Linked DNA regions of Mus musculus: regions 2, 3, 4 and 5 are each linked to region 1. Evidence: chromatin contacts called from public HiCAR-type and HiChIP or PLAC-seq data. All regions are on one chromosome and are shown on one strand. Each heading gives the region's core, a stretch centred on a gene start, on an enhancer-like site or on the middle of the called end of the contact. The rest is flanking DNA. Distances are from core to core; before and after follow the strand shown.

Region 1 (2,861 bases), core at 255-2,754:
TAAGTTGCACCACAGTTCATGCCTTTCCTAGACGGATATGAAACCAGACGGTAGCAAACCAGTCTTGGCTCTAAGGCAGTCTCAGTGTTGGAACACTTCAATGCACCATCCCCAAAGCAGCGTGCGTTCCTAAGCCTTCAGACCACTTCCCAGTCCCCAGATCCTGATTCAGCAAGACTAGGGTGGCAGGCACCCCAGTAATCCCCCCCCCCCCCGTGAAGTCACTCCAGGTTTTATACAAAGCCCTGGCCCATGGGGGAGAAGTTGACTGGTGGTGACCCAGTCCATGGCAAAGCTTCGAGTAACTGAAGTCTTCCCCCCTGTACGCAGAGACAAACCGAGAACGGGAGCATGCAAGCTATTAGCATGAGTAGTAGGCTCAGTTTCCAACAGTCAAAAGAAGGTGTCTTTGAAGAACCGTTATCCAGTAAATAAGGTTTTGTCTTGCTAAATATGCAAAAGGTAGCTCAGGCTTTATAACTAACTCCCTATAACCCCAAACTACTAAGCTTTTGATCTAATATTCTGATATTTTCCCACTGCTCAATGCTGAGACAGGCTGTTCTTTAATGTTCAGGATCAGCCAGTCCTTTCCCCTGCTTTTACGTCCCTTTCATGGTATCTAAGCATGAAAATAATTAAACACTATCAGGATTCGCCTTGGACTCTGTTACCATGTGTCCCTCCTCCAACGTTCGTTTTTCACTTTAGTAATGGGAATTACTCAGGGACCAGAAAAAAAAAAAACTGTATTATTCTCATTTTTAAAACGAAGCAAATAAAAAACTGGGGAGGAGGCAGAAGGGACAGCTGTGTTCCTCGATTTCCCAGTACTCTGCTAAATCACTGACGGTCCCGCTCAGTTCTAAGTTCTCAAGGGCGGTTTTAAGGTTTCAGGGCGAGGACAGGGCACACCTGCCTGCATCCTGTTCCACAACTTACGGGATCTGAGCGAAATCTTTTTTGATTGGAAGAGAGTGATGCTAAGATATCAAACAGTCCAAATAATGATATTAATAAAACACTTAATTTCTTAAAAACTGATGGACGTGCCACATTCCAAAGCCCTGCGCTTCGGGACTTGTCTACTTAATAATAAAGCACGTTTGTCACCAGAGACACACTGTCCAGACAAGATGGCTCAGGGAGACCAAAGACCACGGAGCCTTGTTGCACAGGAGCGCCTGGGGCTGCAGCGCAGGAGAAGCAACCCTGCGTGTGCTCCAGTGTAGGCCCGAGGGAGGAAAGGCGGCGCTGCGACCGGGGGCTGCTGCCCTGCAAGGATCCAACAGCGAGCACCCAGCCTTACCCGGGGTCCTGGTCCCAGCATGCGTCGCGGCTCGGCGACCCGGAAACGCTCGCGCTCCTGCGCCTGCGGGGCGGGCTCGCTCGAGTGTTCCCCACACCCAAGAATGTCACAGACCCCACGCGCCACACATTGGGGAACAGAGGACAAGAAACACTGCCCGGTCCTTACCTGAGGCCTCCGCAACCCGACTGCGCAAGCGCACGGTCTTAGCGCCACGCCCCCAGCTTTAGCCACGCCCCACAGAGGAACCTGACCTAACTAGCTGTGGGAAGCTGGTATCGTTTAGGCAAGGTTATCCTGCCCGCGGTCACACCCAAGTAAAAGAATTCACATTTGAACCCAGGACACCATCTCCAAACTCTGCACATGGATCGTCTCTCCCACTCTAAACCCAAAATGTATCAGAACGGGAACAACCCATCGCCAGAGAGTGGCCAGAAAAGTGGGACCCTAAATTGGGATTTGCCCTTTAGCCAGGTTCCTAGACAATTCCTTTACACATTAAAGGTGAGAAGCGCTGTGCCTAGGTGCTGCCCAATAGTCAAGAAGAGGGCTGACCTAAGGGAAGGAAAGATAGGAGATGGGGCATAGGAATGCCTAAAGAGGGACCACGTGCATGACAAAGCCTGGAATGTCAGACTATATCCACTTTTATTAAAATGCAGTCTGTCCTCAGAGATCCACAGCCAGGGCTGCACGGAGAAACCCTGTCTCAAACAAGCAAACACAGGAAGCTATGAATGCTGCCCAACAAAACGTTCAAGGTAAACATAATGGAAATTGGGGGAGGGGGAGTGGCTTGGCTTGGCTTAGCTTAGCTTGGCTTGGCTTGACTTGGCTCACTGGTACAGCTAACTGTGCAACACTTATGGATCTTGCATCTTCGATTCCCTGTTCCTGTTGGTTCCGACTGTTGATTCGAACATCTGGACATGTCACTGCTGTTGCTAACCTGACTCTACAGAACTGTATCCATGAGGTGTTTGCCAGTGGATCCAACTACCGCTGCCTGCTAACCTGTGAACTGAACTGATTTCCAGACAACACAGAAGGGAGTTGCTCCAAAGAACCTTTCTAAACAGTTCCACTTCCCCCCCCCCCCCCGTATCCTTTCTTTCCCACTACCTCTGGTGAGTGGTGGGTTACAAGGAAGGTTAAAGTGTTTAAAAACCATCATTAAAAATGGAATTTGAGGGCTGGAGAGATGGCTCAGTGGTTAAGAGCACCGACTGCTCTTCTGAAGGTCCTGAGTTCAAATCCCAGCAACCACATGGTGGCTCAAAACCATAATGAGATCTGACGCCCTCTTCTGGTGCATCTGAAGACAGCTACAGTGTACTTACATATAATAATAAATATTTTTTTTTAAATGGGATTTGGAAAAATTAAAGTTACACCAGGGAGTACAAGTGTCAAAAAGATTATAAGGATTCAACAAGGTGCAAGGTGTGGCCTTGTTGAAGGAAGTGTGTCACTGGGGGTGTGATTTGAGGTTTCAAAAGTCCACACCAGACCCAGTCTTTCTCTTTGCCTATGGATCAGACTGTAGAGC
Region 2 (2,861 bases), core at 130-2,629, 920 kb before region 1:
TGGGAAACCCAAGGTATCTCAACAGCATCCATGCAAACCTCTACTTGTCCATTCTGACAAAGGTAGTGACAGCTGTGACCAGCAGTAGACGGCAGGCACACAGAAACTCTCTGCACTGTATCAGCAGCCTTCCTGCAAATCTCAAATTATTCCGAAAGAAAAAAATCTCATCAAGGACAAAAAGTCCCTTCTGTGCCCAAGATAACCTTTGGCTGTTATGCTTTCAAAAGCAAGATAGGTTCCCAGCATCAAAACAAATGGTGTCCTTCCTGCTGGGGCCTTGGAAGCATCAATCAGACAGCGATGATCGTTAGGGTCATTTCCTTTGGAGCAGATGGTGTCAAAGACTCCTAAAGTGGGACCATAAGCACGTGGCTCTTCTTGCAACTGTCCGGTTCAAACTGTTGTCTTCTCTCCTGTCAATGAGGAGTGTGTGGTGCCCTCTTTCCACTCGGACTGCACCACAGCGACTGGGAAGGATTCAGAATTCAGAGGCAGAGGGTTGGGGAGATGGTTCAGTTGGTAACGTATTTGCCTTACAAGTTGAAGACTTGAATTTGGATCTCCAGAATCCAAAGTTTTTATTATTTTTATTTTTTAAAACATGTATGGAGCACACCTGTGATCCAAATACTGTGATATAGGAAGCAGAGACAGGGGGAATCTCCAGGATTAAGAGCCAACTAGCCTGGCCCATGTCGAGTTCCAGGCCACTGAGAGACAAAAGGTGGAGGGCACCTGAGGACTGGCACCATAGGTTGTCACACCATGAACAAATACATTCCACATATGGATACTCCTCACCCCTCCTGCATACACACACACACACACACACACACACACACACACACACACACACAAACACACCACACACATACACACACATACACACACATACACACACAGACACACACAGACACACACATACACACACACACATACACACACACACATACACATACACACACACACATACACACACATACACACACATACACACACACATACACACACACACACATCACTTGACCTAGACACAGTCTGAAGGCTGACATTTTGCTTAAAGTTATTTGGATTGACCTGCTAAGCTGTGGCTTTGGGTTTGTGTGATGAGATTCAAAAGTCCTTGCCCCCCCCCCCCCCAAACATTCTCAGTGTCAAGAAAATTGATGTCCCCTCCAACTCCACAGGAATGATATCACTCTGAAGAATTCCCAGGCAATTATCCCTCCTTGCAAGGAAACAGCCTCTCCTTTCAGGGCCCAATCAAACAACCACAAATCAAAGATTGTTGGATATGTTCCACTAATAGCACAGAAAGCCATTAGCTGGAGTCATCTGAAAAGGGAAATGGCTTAGATATTTGTGGTCTCACAGGAAAAGCTTCTGTAATGTCAGATGGCTGTTACCAAGTGGCTCAGTGGAGTCGAGCATCACATCTCTCAGAGAGAGACGTTATTTATTTATTACCCACACAACGAACAGACTTTCCCTTGCTCACTTGCTTAAGGCTCAGAGTCCTCTCACGTTGAATTAAACCTAAAAGGAGAAGCAACACACACAAATGCCTGGCTTTCAGTTCTCGTTGTGTGGGAGGAAAGGAAGAAGTCATCTTCTGAGGTTCTCTGTGGACTCTGCAAGATTCTCCCTTCTTCAGTCTTCATTAATGAACTTGGATTCACTGGAAACATTCCACTGGGTTGAGGCCTGGCTTCCAAGACAGCCTCTACTTAAATGAGATCCTGCACCAATAACTGCCATTAATCTAACAGAAGCACCTATTTGGCTGGCGCAGGGGCACTTGTTCCTAGTCTCCTTCTTTGTGATTATTAAGGGTTGCAAACTCCATGACTCCATGGCCTTGGCCAGAGGTGGGCATAGTACCCCACTCCTCTGGTTGCAGTGGTTGGTTTAAGGACAGGACATGTGACAAAATCCTGTCCTGTTAGATGCCTTTCCTCAGTTGGTTTTATGAAGAGCTGGTGATGAAGGCATCTTATGCGGGGGAGTGGAGAGGATGGGGGTCAAGGGCTGCTAGAGGCTGCTGTCAGTCACAGGAAGAAAACCTGTTTGAAGAGAATGTCAAAGGAGTCAGAGAAAGAAGTGTCCTTGTGGCATGGAGACCTAGGTTTAGGTACTGAGTGTGTGTATGTATATATGCATGTGAATGTGTGTGACTGTGTGTATCTGAGTATATGTGTGTGTGTGTGTGTGTGAGTGTATGTGTATGGGTGTGTGAGTGAGTGTGAGTATGTTGGTGTGTGTGAGTGTGTATGTGAGTGTGTGATTGTGATTGAGTGTATGAGTGTGTGTGACTGCGTGAGAATGTATATGAGTGTGTGTGAATGTGTATGTGTGTATGTGAGTGTGTGTGAGTGTCTAAATGTGTGTGTATGAGAGACTGTGTGAGTATGTGAGTGAATATGTGTGTGATTATGTTGGTGTGTGCAAATGTGTGTGAGTGTGTATGTATGTTGGTGTAACTGTATGTATATTTTTTGTGTGTGCAACTGTGTGAGTGTGTATATGTGTGTGAGTGTGTATGATTGTGTGACTAAGTGTGTGTGTGGTTTAAGTTGATGTGTGTGAGTTTGTATGTGTGTGTTTAAATGTGTGTGTTCCAGCATCCTTCTATTAAAGTTCCATTATGACTAAGCTTTGTGTGCTGTGCTTCTGCTAGAAGCAAGGAAGAGCACTCTGACACTGATCTATGCAGTTTTCTCTCCTCTCTAGCATGCATCAATCACACTGGAGACGTTTCTTATGACATTTTAGTCTTTATAATATGTTTTGTTTTGTTTTTTTGGTTTTTCAAGACAGGGTATCTCTGTATAGCCCTGGCTGTCCTGAAACTCACTCTG
Region 3 (2,861 bases), core at 151-2,650, 900 kb before region 1:
GGGATATGCAGGTGTAGGGGCGGGTCTGATGTTAAGATCCTGTTCTCCAATTGGTTCTTGAACTGTCAGTAAAGAAAGCCATGAGACAATTGTTGGGCAAAAGGTACAGTTCTGGGTCCCTGGAGGGATAGGGAGATGCAAGGAAGGAGAGAAGGGAGTTTGTCAGGCGTTGGAGAGAGGAGAACCAGGCAGCCATGTAAGGCCTGGTAGAGTGTAGCTGCTCCTATAGGCAGGTGGTCAGAGATGTTTAGCAGGGACTAGATTCAACTGACTGACTAACGTTAGGGTAGGTAGGAGGAGCAGAGCTAAGAGTTAGGATAAGGGCATGCTTTTCCAGGCGGGAGATAGCATTGCCCAGCAATTGTGCCAAGAAGGCAAGTTGAAAATGAACAACTCTGTGTGTGTGTCTTTTATCCGTGGATTCAAGGGAAGCTGGAGGGGGCTGGTAGCATGGTCACTTCCCAGAACTAAAGTGGAGTAGCATAAAACTACACACAACATGCAAATCTGTGCAAAGAGATAAAGTGAGCGTCTGGGTGCAGTGTGGGGAGACTGCTAAGGAGTGTGGCCTGTGTTCTTAAGGGCAGTGCACTTTACTAATCATCCTGGCAGTGCTTGTGCAGCTGTGTGAAAATTCCCAAACACTGGGTGTGAACCCTTGTCTTAGTCAAGGTTTCTATTCCTGCACAAACATCATGACCAAGAAGCACTTGGGGAGGAAAGGGTTTATTCATCTTACACTTCCATACTGCTGTTCATCAACAAGGAAGTCAGGACTAGAACTCAAGGAAGTCTGAAAGCAGGAGCTGATGCAGAGGCCATGGAGGGATGTTCCTTACTGGCTTGCTTCCCCCTGGCTTGCTCAGCCTGCTCTCTTATAGAACCAAGACTACCAGCCCAGAGATGGTCCCACCCACAAGGGGCCTTTCCCCCTTGATCACTAATTGAGAAAATGCCTTACAGCTGGATTTCGTGGAGGCATTTCCTCAACTGAAGCTCCTTTCTCTGTGATAACTCCAGCCGTGTCAAGTTGACACAAAACTAACCAGTACAACCCTGAAGAGTGAATTGTATAGCTTGTGTTTTAGAGTAACAAAGTTAGTTTGTAAAAAGACAATGGTTAGCAGCCGAGCAGCAGAGCAGCTGTGGTGTAAATGCACTCTTAGCGCATTTCCTCTCTGTTCCATTCTTCCCGTTGCAGCTTCTTTGGGTAGGAGTAGGAAGGGAGTCCTATTTCCTAGACGACGAAGGTGATGTAGGTTTTTTGCAGAGCTCCATCAGGTACCCAGGTCTTTGGGCAACTAACTCTGGACATACCTGACAGATCTGTGGTTTCAGTGTGCTGGACAGAGCCCCTCCAGGGGTGTACCCTGGGTGGAGGCAGTAATAATGGCATGGATATGGGCAAGTGGAGTTTCTGATCAAGCCAAGTTCTGGCTTCCTGTTTGGGTGAAGTCAAAGCACTTCAAGGTTTAAATCAACACTCTGAGTCAGACACACATTTGTTTTCAAGGAGGGGTCCCCTGTCCTCCCAATTTACTATCTGCAGACACATGATTTCCTGGTTGCAAGGGCAGCAGCATGACATTTTGCCTGACCTAACTGAATTTTTTTTTTCAGAAAAAATATGCACATCTCAAACACAAAAGGTGCTAATTTGGTTTCGATGTTTTGGTGTTGATATTTGGCTATGGGATGCATCTATACATATCTGTTTACGTCAGTAATGGTCAAGCTGAAAGAGAAAAATATTGCTGCCTGTCAAAGTAGATCCTGTTGCCAGAAAACAACACAGATGTATTTATGAAAAGATCAGGGACCAATGCCACTCAAAATCGGTACTGTAAAAGATGCCCTGGTCCCCAGAAATGCCCCTTTTACATCCGAGCCTGTCTGGGGATGGGAAGCCATTTCTCAATGAAACCTATCTTTGATCTTAGCAAGTTTTCTTAGCAGCCTGTGCCACACCAGGGGTTTAAAAGACTCCATTTCTCATTCTCCATGTTTGTCTGACTGGACCCAAAAAGCTGGGAATCTCTTGAAGCAGTTGTAGTTGACTGCTCTTGGAGAGGCTGTTTGCTAAACGTCAGGCTTTGCTGGTTTCTTCTGTGTTTTCCAAGGCTGATTGTTCATCCTCACTGTGAGGCCAGAGAACAAAAGCCAGAGCCCCAGGAGCCTGCATTGAAGGCTGACACGACCTTTGATCCCCATTAGTGAGGCTGGGAGGAAGAGAAATGGGGTCTAACTCCAGGCACAGTTAATGACAAATCTTGTTAGGGTTAGAAAAACAGCTTTGGATTCCAGCTGAGATGTCATCTGCGGAGGGCTTCAGTGACCACCATCCAGGCTCCGTGCACAGCTCCATGCACAACTTTCCTGGACGACGGGCTAACCAATCATTCTGAGCCTGCTGGGGACTGAGGACCCCTCTCTACATCAGCCCAAGTCTATAAGCACTGCTTTCCGTCTGGCCCCCAGTAGGACTTACTCCTCTGAAGCTCTGATAGAGGAGAGGCACTGATCCAAAGTATTCTTTCACAAAACAGAATCACTGCAAAGTGATACAGGGGAGCCGAGGAGATGGATCTGTATGTAACGTGCTTGCTCTTCAAGCTGCACCGCCAGAGTTCTGTCCCTAGAATGCATGGGAAAAGATGGTAGCGGAGTACTCTGGGTGCTGAGGAGGCAGAGACAGGTGGATCCCACAGCTTGCTCTAGGTGAGGCCTCACCCAGGGCTTGCTCTAGGTGATAGCACCCGGCATGGCTTTAAGGAACCTTGTCCCAGGCCTGCCTGTGTATGCAAGAGCGGCTCACGTGTTTTCTGTACTGTTGGCTGGAATTAAGCTTAGACCTTTGTCTA
Region 4 (2,861 bases), core at 133-2,632, 870 kb before region 1:
ATGCACACTTCTTCACACATACATACACACATACATATAGTTAAATAAATCTTCATAAACAAGAAGTCCTCTTATTTACATTATTGTTGGCATTATATAATACAGATGCCTCAAAATTCTTTGCTGATACAAACTTAAAATCCAGTTGGATTCAGTTCCCAGTGGACACACACCAAGGACTGTATCCGTAGGACTGAGGTATGCATTTGTGCTGAGAAGTTGCTAGGATTCTGATGACGTGGATGTTTAGAAGGAACAGAGTAGAGTCAACGTCTTCCAGTGTTTGTTGAGTCTTTCTCTTTTGTACCTAAACAAGACTTGATGTGGTAAGCTGGGGGAATGAGGGGAGCCAACAGCTCAAAGGAGGATCAACCAAATAAAAAGCCCACGTCTTCTAGCTTAGAACCCTTAACAAAAAGGCCAACAGTCAGGAAAATCGGGTTATTTGAATTTCACTTCTCCTTCCTTAGACTCTTCAAACACAGTCTATTGGTTAGAAAGCAGGGAGCAGAATGGAGAGAAATCTAAACAGACAGATCAGCAGCTGGCTTTGGGTGAATTCTGAAATAGACCATAGAAAAGGAAACTGCTAAAATATTCTTTTTTGCATCTCTGTGCGTTGATCTTTCTTTGAATATTGCTTTCTTTTAGCATTTCATCTAGACTCTCTTTGCATGCATTTCCTTACCTCTAACCCCACTCCTTTCTCCCTGTCTCTTTTCCTCCAGGGTGAGTCCCCTGAGCACTGGGATGTATTTGACACCACAGCATACCCCCCACCCACCATCTCCTTGAACATTGTTTTCATGTGAAGTTCAACGCTCTTCTTTCAACTCAACCAAGATTGTTACCACACAGGAAATGCTTCATGTCCTCTCCTCGGGCTCCAAGGGTTTTGTGTTTGCTTGCTCTTCCCAGCTTAGAGGAGTTCTCATTTATGAGTTTTAAACTTTCCTCTCCCCTAACTCCTCAATTTCTTTTCCACAACTCAATTTTAGTGTCTTACCCTTGATCTCATCCATCCTTATTCTCTCCCAGTGTACGTAGGTCTCCAGAACTTACTGACCATGCACAGCTTGGGCTTTGTACCCCAGCTTCTCCCACCTTTATTTCCCCTCTTCCAGCTTGCAGGGAGCCGGTTAAATCCTGAGCAAAAATGTATTATTAACATGGACATAGGCATGTCAAAGACCTCAGTGACTCGGGTCCACTGGTGCAGCAAAGCCTACCCCAGGCAGACTCAGACAGATGGAAACCCTTTCTGCAGTCTGACAGGACCCGAAGGACCTATCAGTGTGAGCAAAACTTAGCAAGTGCAGCTTCCTCCTTCTGGATAACTGCCATGGGAGACTGCTTCCCTACACAGACTAGCTGACTCTCCCGCATGTGCTGACACAATACAACACACGGAATTTCCTGGCAGCCATGGCTCCGTCAGAGTGAGCACAGCCTATTTGATCCCAGCTTTTCTGTTCATGTGTTTGTGTGTCTGTCTTTCTTTATTTCTCAGTTACCCCAGTCAGGCTTCCAGGACAAGGTGACGAGTTTTGTTTCTGTGAGTGTGGTGTTCTAAGATTCTTTGTGGAAGTGAGAGCATGAAGCGTTTGTCTTCTTCATCTGACTCAGTTCACCGAACATCGCATCTGCAGCACTCATCCAAGTTGTTACACATTGCAAGGTTTTCAAGGCTGATTACTACTGTGTTGTGCACACACACATTCCATTCTTTTATTCTTTATTTTATTATTATTTTATGGGGAGACATGTAGGGTATTTCGACATCTCAGCTATGACAAATTGTTCAGAAATGAACATGAGAAGGCAGAAACACCCTTGAGATTTTGATTTCAACTTCCTTGGAACTGTACAAGGAAGTGAGATTGTTTGAGATAAGATCGTTTCTTCATTTTTGAGAAGTTTTAATGCTATTATCCAAGAATATACAGTAGAGAAACAATAAACCTCTTCAACGCATGGTCTTGTGAAAAGCTGGTCATCCACGTGTACAATAAACCCAGAAGCAAACCTCTATCTCATAGAAAAATCACCCAAAAGTGGATCAAATACTCTAATATATAACCCAAGGTTCTAAACCTTGAATAGAATAAACAGTGAGGAACCATCTAGACGTTGAGCTGAGCACTTATTCTTTGAGTGTTATACCAAGAAGATGGGCAACATAGGCACAGATGGACAAACCAAACTGTAGACACTGTGTTTTCCTATCTCTGGGAATATTCTGACCCAGATGTGGTGCTGTGTTCAACTGAAAGTGATGTGAGATGCAGGAAGGCACGTCACATCCAACACAGGGATGCTTCAGTTGGGGGTGGGGTGGGGGGAGGGGGTCCCCGATTCATCCACACTAACATTACAATGAGCATTACATCACAATGAACATTACATTACAAAGTGAACACCACATTGAACCTTAATGTGGAGACTTGAACAACAGGAATAGCTTTGGGGACAAAGGACTTATGGGTGACAAAGACAATGGAGGTGAAATCCCCACCACGACCCAGGCCTTCCACACAGTTAGTTCTGCACCCCCACACCCCTCATTTGGATCTCTGATGGGTACAGTTGTCATTTCCATTGCCTAGAATGCAACATGGGCACTTGGTATTAAAACCAAAGCTATTTTCCCAGTGGCTTTCTGTTTTACCTGGCAAAACATGTAACTAAAATTACCATGTAAAGTTTCATTTAACATGGAATTGGCAAGGCATGTTTAAAAAGCACCACACTGTTAAGTGTAGAGAGATAGGAAGAAGGCTTCACTTTGCAACTGGACAATGGATTACTTAAAGATGAAATATTCTAGTTCACTTAAGAAATCCTCAGCATGCAGGGTTTGC
Region 5 (2,861 bases), core at 103-2,602, 670 kb before region 1:
AACTGCTGTCAGGACCAGTGGGAGGGAAGTAGAACATCTTTTGGTTGTAAATCAGTGCCCTACCCTTAGCCAGAAGGAGAATAGGCAGGGGTGTCTTCTTACCATCAGCTCTAACGAGCCTTATGCTAAAGAGGCATATATGGGATGACCAATCTGCCCTCTATATCACTACGGATACTGTGCTTTGATTTTTATCAAAGCTAGATTACTATGTTTTTATTTTAGCCTTAGAGACATACCAAAACATCCTTCAACAAAACAAAATACTTCCTGTAGCACAAGATGAGCCTTTAGAATAATATCAGTATCCAGCTATTAATATATACAGCTGTCACTGTGCATCTTTATTAATTTTTAAGCAAATGTCATAGTAAACAATAGAGGATATTAAATAACCATTAGAAATAGCTCAGGGTTTGCAGTTTTGCAGCCTCTCTCTATTGGTGTGATGCTCTGTATATGCTCTGCCCGGGGAGTGACACTATTAGAAGGTATGACCCTGTTGGAGTAGATGTGTCACTGTAGGTGTGGGCTTTAAGACCCTCATCCTAGCTGCCTAGAAGCCAGTATTCTGTTAGCAGCTTTCAGATGAAGATATAGAACTCTCAATTCCTCCTGCACCATGCATGCCATATTCCCACCTTGGTGATAATGGATTGAACCTCTGAAGCTGTAAGCAAGCCCCAATTAAATGTCCTCATAAGAGCTGTCTCCGTTATGGTGTCTGTTCACAGCAGAAAAACCCTAAGACAGTTGTGTTAACAGTTGAGTCTGGATTACTCTTTTCGCCCTTTCACTTTCTGTCCTGCCCTGAGAGTGAGTTGAGAGCCCTTCAGGAGGGTTAAGCATCGTGCTGTGTGCTCATCTGCTTCTAATGACTCGGGGTTTTCTGCCCACCAGTCCTTACTTCTGTTCCTGTCTGTAGGCTTACGTTCTGGCTTCAACTGCTCATGTTTGTGGTCAGCTCTGTGACTTTCAGTTTCAAGGTCTAGACATTCCTTTTCTGTCCCAACCACATGCATATTCTGGTTTCTAGCCCTTTCTACCCGTCTACAGCCCATGTTCCTCTACTCCATCCACAGGGGCTTAGGGGAACCTTTGGGTCTTCTTCTACCTGGATAGGGTATTCAGGACTTTCCCAGACAAACTGGCCCTGTGAATGAAAATTACGGTGATGTAATTAAGCACAATAAGAAAAAACTTCCTGGGCAGAGCTCTTAGAAAATCTCAAATTTCTTTTCACAAAGATATATGGAAGTTATGATTACTATGTTGCTTCTAACAGTACACAGGCTATTTGATCTCTCCTTGAATAAGGAAACAAAGTCAAAGATAAGATAATGTTGCCTTGAGAAAAGACATTTGCTCTCAGTGTTTTTTCTGGAGGTAGCCTTGAGAATGTGACTCAGGGCTGAGCCTACATTAATTTGGGGGGGGGGTAGCCAGTAAGTCTTGGATGGAAAACACTGATTCTTAAATAAAACTCTGATACATACTATTTATCTCTCCAGTCTCCAAATGGTCTGTTAGCCATGTCTTGATAATAAAGCCCCCCTTTTTTTAAAAGTGGGGGGAGGGAGGAGCCGATAGTTTCTCAGTTTGTAAATGTTCTCTCATGCAGGCTAAAAGCAAGTGTTGAATGATGATGGTCCATGCATTTAAGTATACTTCCCTTTGAAATGTAATATTTCAGTTAACGGGAAGCTTAACATAGAGGAAAAAAGCCTTCTGTTCAAAGCTTCAGACTAAGTAGACTTCACAGAGAGTATTTGGACATCAAAGGCGTTGGGAGTTGGGAAGTGATTCAGAGAGTCCCTGAACTGGGAGACAAAGAAGAGAGATCACTTGACTGTCTGCAGTCAGGCATTTGATTTATCTGGGTATGGTCAGGCAGGAAGTCCCTAGCAGAGCTTAGATGGCAGTTCCTGATTGGTTAAGTTTGAGGTCTGTTATACTGCTCGCATGAAACTTTTATTTTGTTTGCTCAGGTAAGGACACAAGGCACAAGAACCGCCCAGGCATAAGACCTGCTCACTGTTTTAACAATAAACAATGTTAGTGGAGGGGGAATATGGCAGGAATCGTTTCTGTCCTCCTGTCTTAATGGAAGGAAAATGGCAGGGAGGCATAAGTCGCTGTTTAGGCCTCTGAAAATGACTCGTTTTGTGTCCTTAAGCAAGTCATTTATGGAGTTTGTGTATTAAACAAGTAAGGCTTACTGATGGATAAGGAGGATGGTATTATCTGAATGACTGGAGGCCTTCTCAAAGGGACAGTGACACCAAATGACTAAGTCCAACCCTCTTGCATGCTGGTGAGCAGGGTATTAACCTATCAAAGCAGGTCATCCAACCCAGCCCTCTTGGTTGGTAGGTAGGAAACTTTCAGAACATAATTTTTACCAAGGTCATATGGCCAGGAGAAGCAGATCTTAGCCTAGAACTCAGGCTGTCTGATTATCACTGTCCAAAAATAGATAAGAGTTTTTATTTTGTCATTGAACATAAAGCACAACGTCCTCAGCAATGCTCCCAGCTCTTTGTCCTGGAGCGCAGAGAGAGGATTTAAGAAACCCTTACCAATTAGTCTAGCAAACGTTCGGGATATGAATTTGACTCAATGTTGTCATCCCGAGGAATGGGCTATTTCAGCAGCTCTATAACTGTTGACTCTAGACAGTCCAACATGAGTCAGGAGTTCCTCACCACAGAGACTGAGGAGTGAGGCAGAGGGATCACTAAGTCAGGAAAGCAGAGTTGAGGGCAGGGGCCGAGGCTGCTGACTCTGACAGAGCACAGAGGAGTTGTTGACAGAGCTCTACAGCACATGCCTGTTGGCTTGTTTCTCTGAACCTGACCATT

Evidence for each region. HiCAR-type assays count read pairs that join an accessible place to other places. HiChIP or PLAC-seq counts read pairs in DNA pulled down with a chosen protein or histone mark.
Region 2: a HiCAR-type map of astrocytes shows a contact between it and region 1, with 4 times the contacts expected there. The contact joins the enhancer-like site here to the promoter of Cebpzos in region 1. A contact is called at or near these places in 11 of 39 promoter capture datasets (the 3T3-L1 cell line, the C10 cell line, HPC-7-derived erythroid cells and 7 more), 2 of 484 Hi-C or Micro-C datasets (bone marrow-derived macrophages and cortical neurons), 5 of 115 datasets of contacts at active chromatin or transcription factors (astrocytes, embryonic stem cells, fetal liver and 1 more) and 3 of 9 other capture datasets (adipose tissue, liver and macrophages).
Region 3: a contact with region 1 is called in an H3K27ac HiChIP or PLAC-seq map of embryonic stem cells, with 4 times the contacts expected there. The contact joins the enhancer-like site here to the promoter of Cebpzos in region 1. A contact is called at or near these places in 5 of 39 promoter capture datasets (cranial neural crest, embryonic stem cells, hippocampal neurons and 1 more), 3 of 115 datasets of contacts at active chromatin or transcription factors (bone marrow-derived macrophages, embryonic stem cells and large pre-B cells) and 1 of 9 other capture datasets (macrophages).
Region 4: an H3K4me3 HiChIP or PLAC-seq map of bone marrow-derived macrophages shows a contact between it and region 1, with 6 times the contacts expected there. The contact joins the enhancer-like site here to the promoter of Cebpzos in region 1. A contact is called at or near these places in 1 of 39 promoter capture datasets (liver), 4 of 115 datasets of contacts at active chromatin or transcription factors (astrocytes, bone marrow-derived macrophages, embryonic limb bud and 1 more) and 2 of 9 other capture datasets (adipose tissue and liver).
Region 5: an H3K4me3 HiChIP or PLAC-seq map of bone marrow-derived macrophages shows a contact between it and region 1, with 8 times the contacts expected there. The contact joins the enhancer-like site here to the promoter of Cebpzos in region 1. A contact is called at or near these places in 17 of 39 promoter capture datasets (the 3T3-L1 cell line, the C10 cell line, the HPC-7 cell line and 11 more), 3 of 15 datasets of contacts at CTCF or cohesin (the NIH/3T3 cell line and large pre-B cells), 6 of 484 Hi-C or Micro-C datasets (Th2 cells, bone marrow-derived macrophages, brown adipocytes and 3 more), 26 of 115 datasets of contacts at active chromatin or transcription factors (the 230-238 cell line, the NIH/3T3 cell line, T-cell acute lymphoblastic leukemia and 16 more) and 3 of 9 other capture datasets (adipose tissue, liver and macrophages).

The regions. Positions count from the first base shown.
Region 1 is chr17:78,915,142-78,918,002 of GRCm38.p6, reverse strand. Cebpzos (CCAAT/enhancer binding protein (C/EBP), zeta, opposite strand) reads right to left here and starts at 1,504. Exons shown (of 5, transcript NM_001177403.1): 1 at 1,310-1,504.
Region 2 is chr17:79,834,614-79,837,474 of GRCm38.p6, reverse strand. No RefSeq gene overlaps it. Among named protein-coding and RNA genes, the nearest start is that of Atl2, 60 kb to the left of the region's middle. Within about 2 kb of position 1,379, at least 63 of the 459 cell types and tissues checked have an H3K27ac peak or open chromatin away from gene starts, as enhancers often do. A contact at or near this core is called in adipose tissue, astrocytes and bone marrow-derived macrophages, where this site is marked.
Region 3 is chr17:79,817,605-79,820,465 of GRCm38.p6, reverse strand. No RefSeq gene overlaps it. Among named protein-coding and RNA genes, the nearest start is that of Atl2, 77 kb to the left of the region's middle. Within about 2 kb of position 1,400, at least 24 of the 459 cell types and tissues checked have an H3K27ac peak or open chromatin away from gene starts, as enhancers often do.
Region 4 is chr17:79,785,367-79,788,227 of GRCm38.p6, reverse strand. No RefSeq gene overlaps it. Among named protein-coding and RNA genes, the nearest start is that of Gm33055, 49 kb to the right of the region's middle. Within about 2 kb of position 1,382, at least 45 of the 459 cell types and tissues checked have an H3K27ac peak or open chromatin away from gene starts, as enhancers often do. A contact at or near this core is called in adipose tissue and bone marrow-derived macrophages, where this site is marked.
Region 5 is chr17:79,582,667-79,585,527 of GRCm38.p6, reverse strand. It overlaps a transcript of Rmdn2 not described here. Among named protein-coding and RNA genes, the nearest start is that of Rmdn2, 31 kb to the left of the region's middle. Within about 2 kb of position 1,352, at least 48 of the 459 cell types and tissues checked have an H3K27ac peak or open chromatin away from gene starts, as enhancers often do. A contact at or near this core is called in bone marrow-derived macrophages, hematopoietic stem and progenitor cells and memory CD8 T cells, where this site is marked.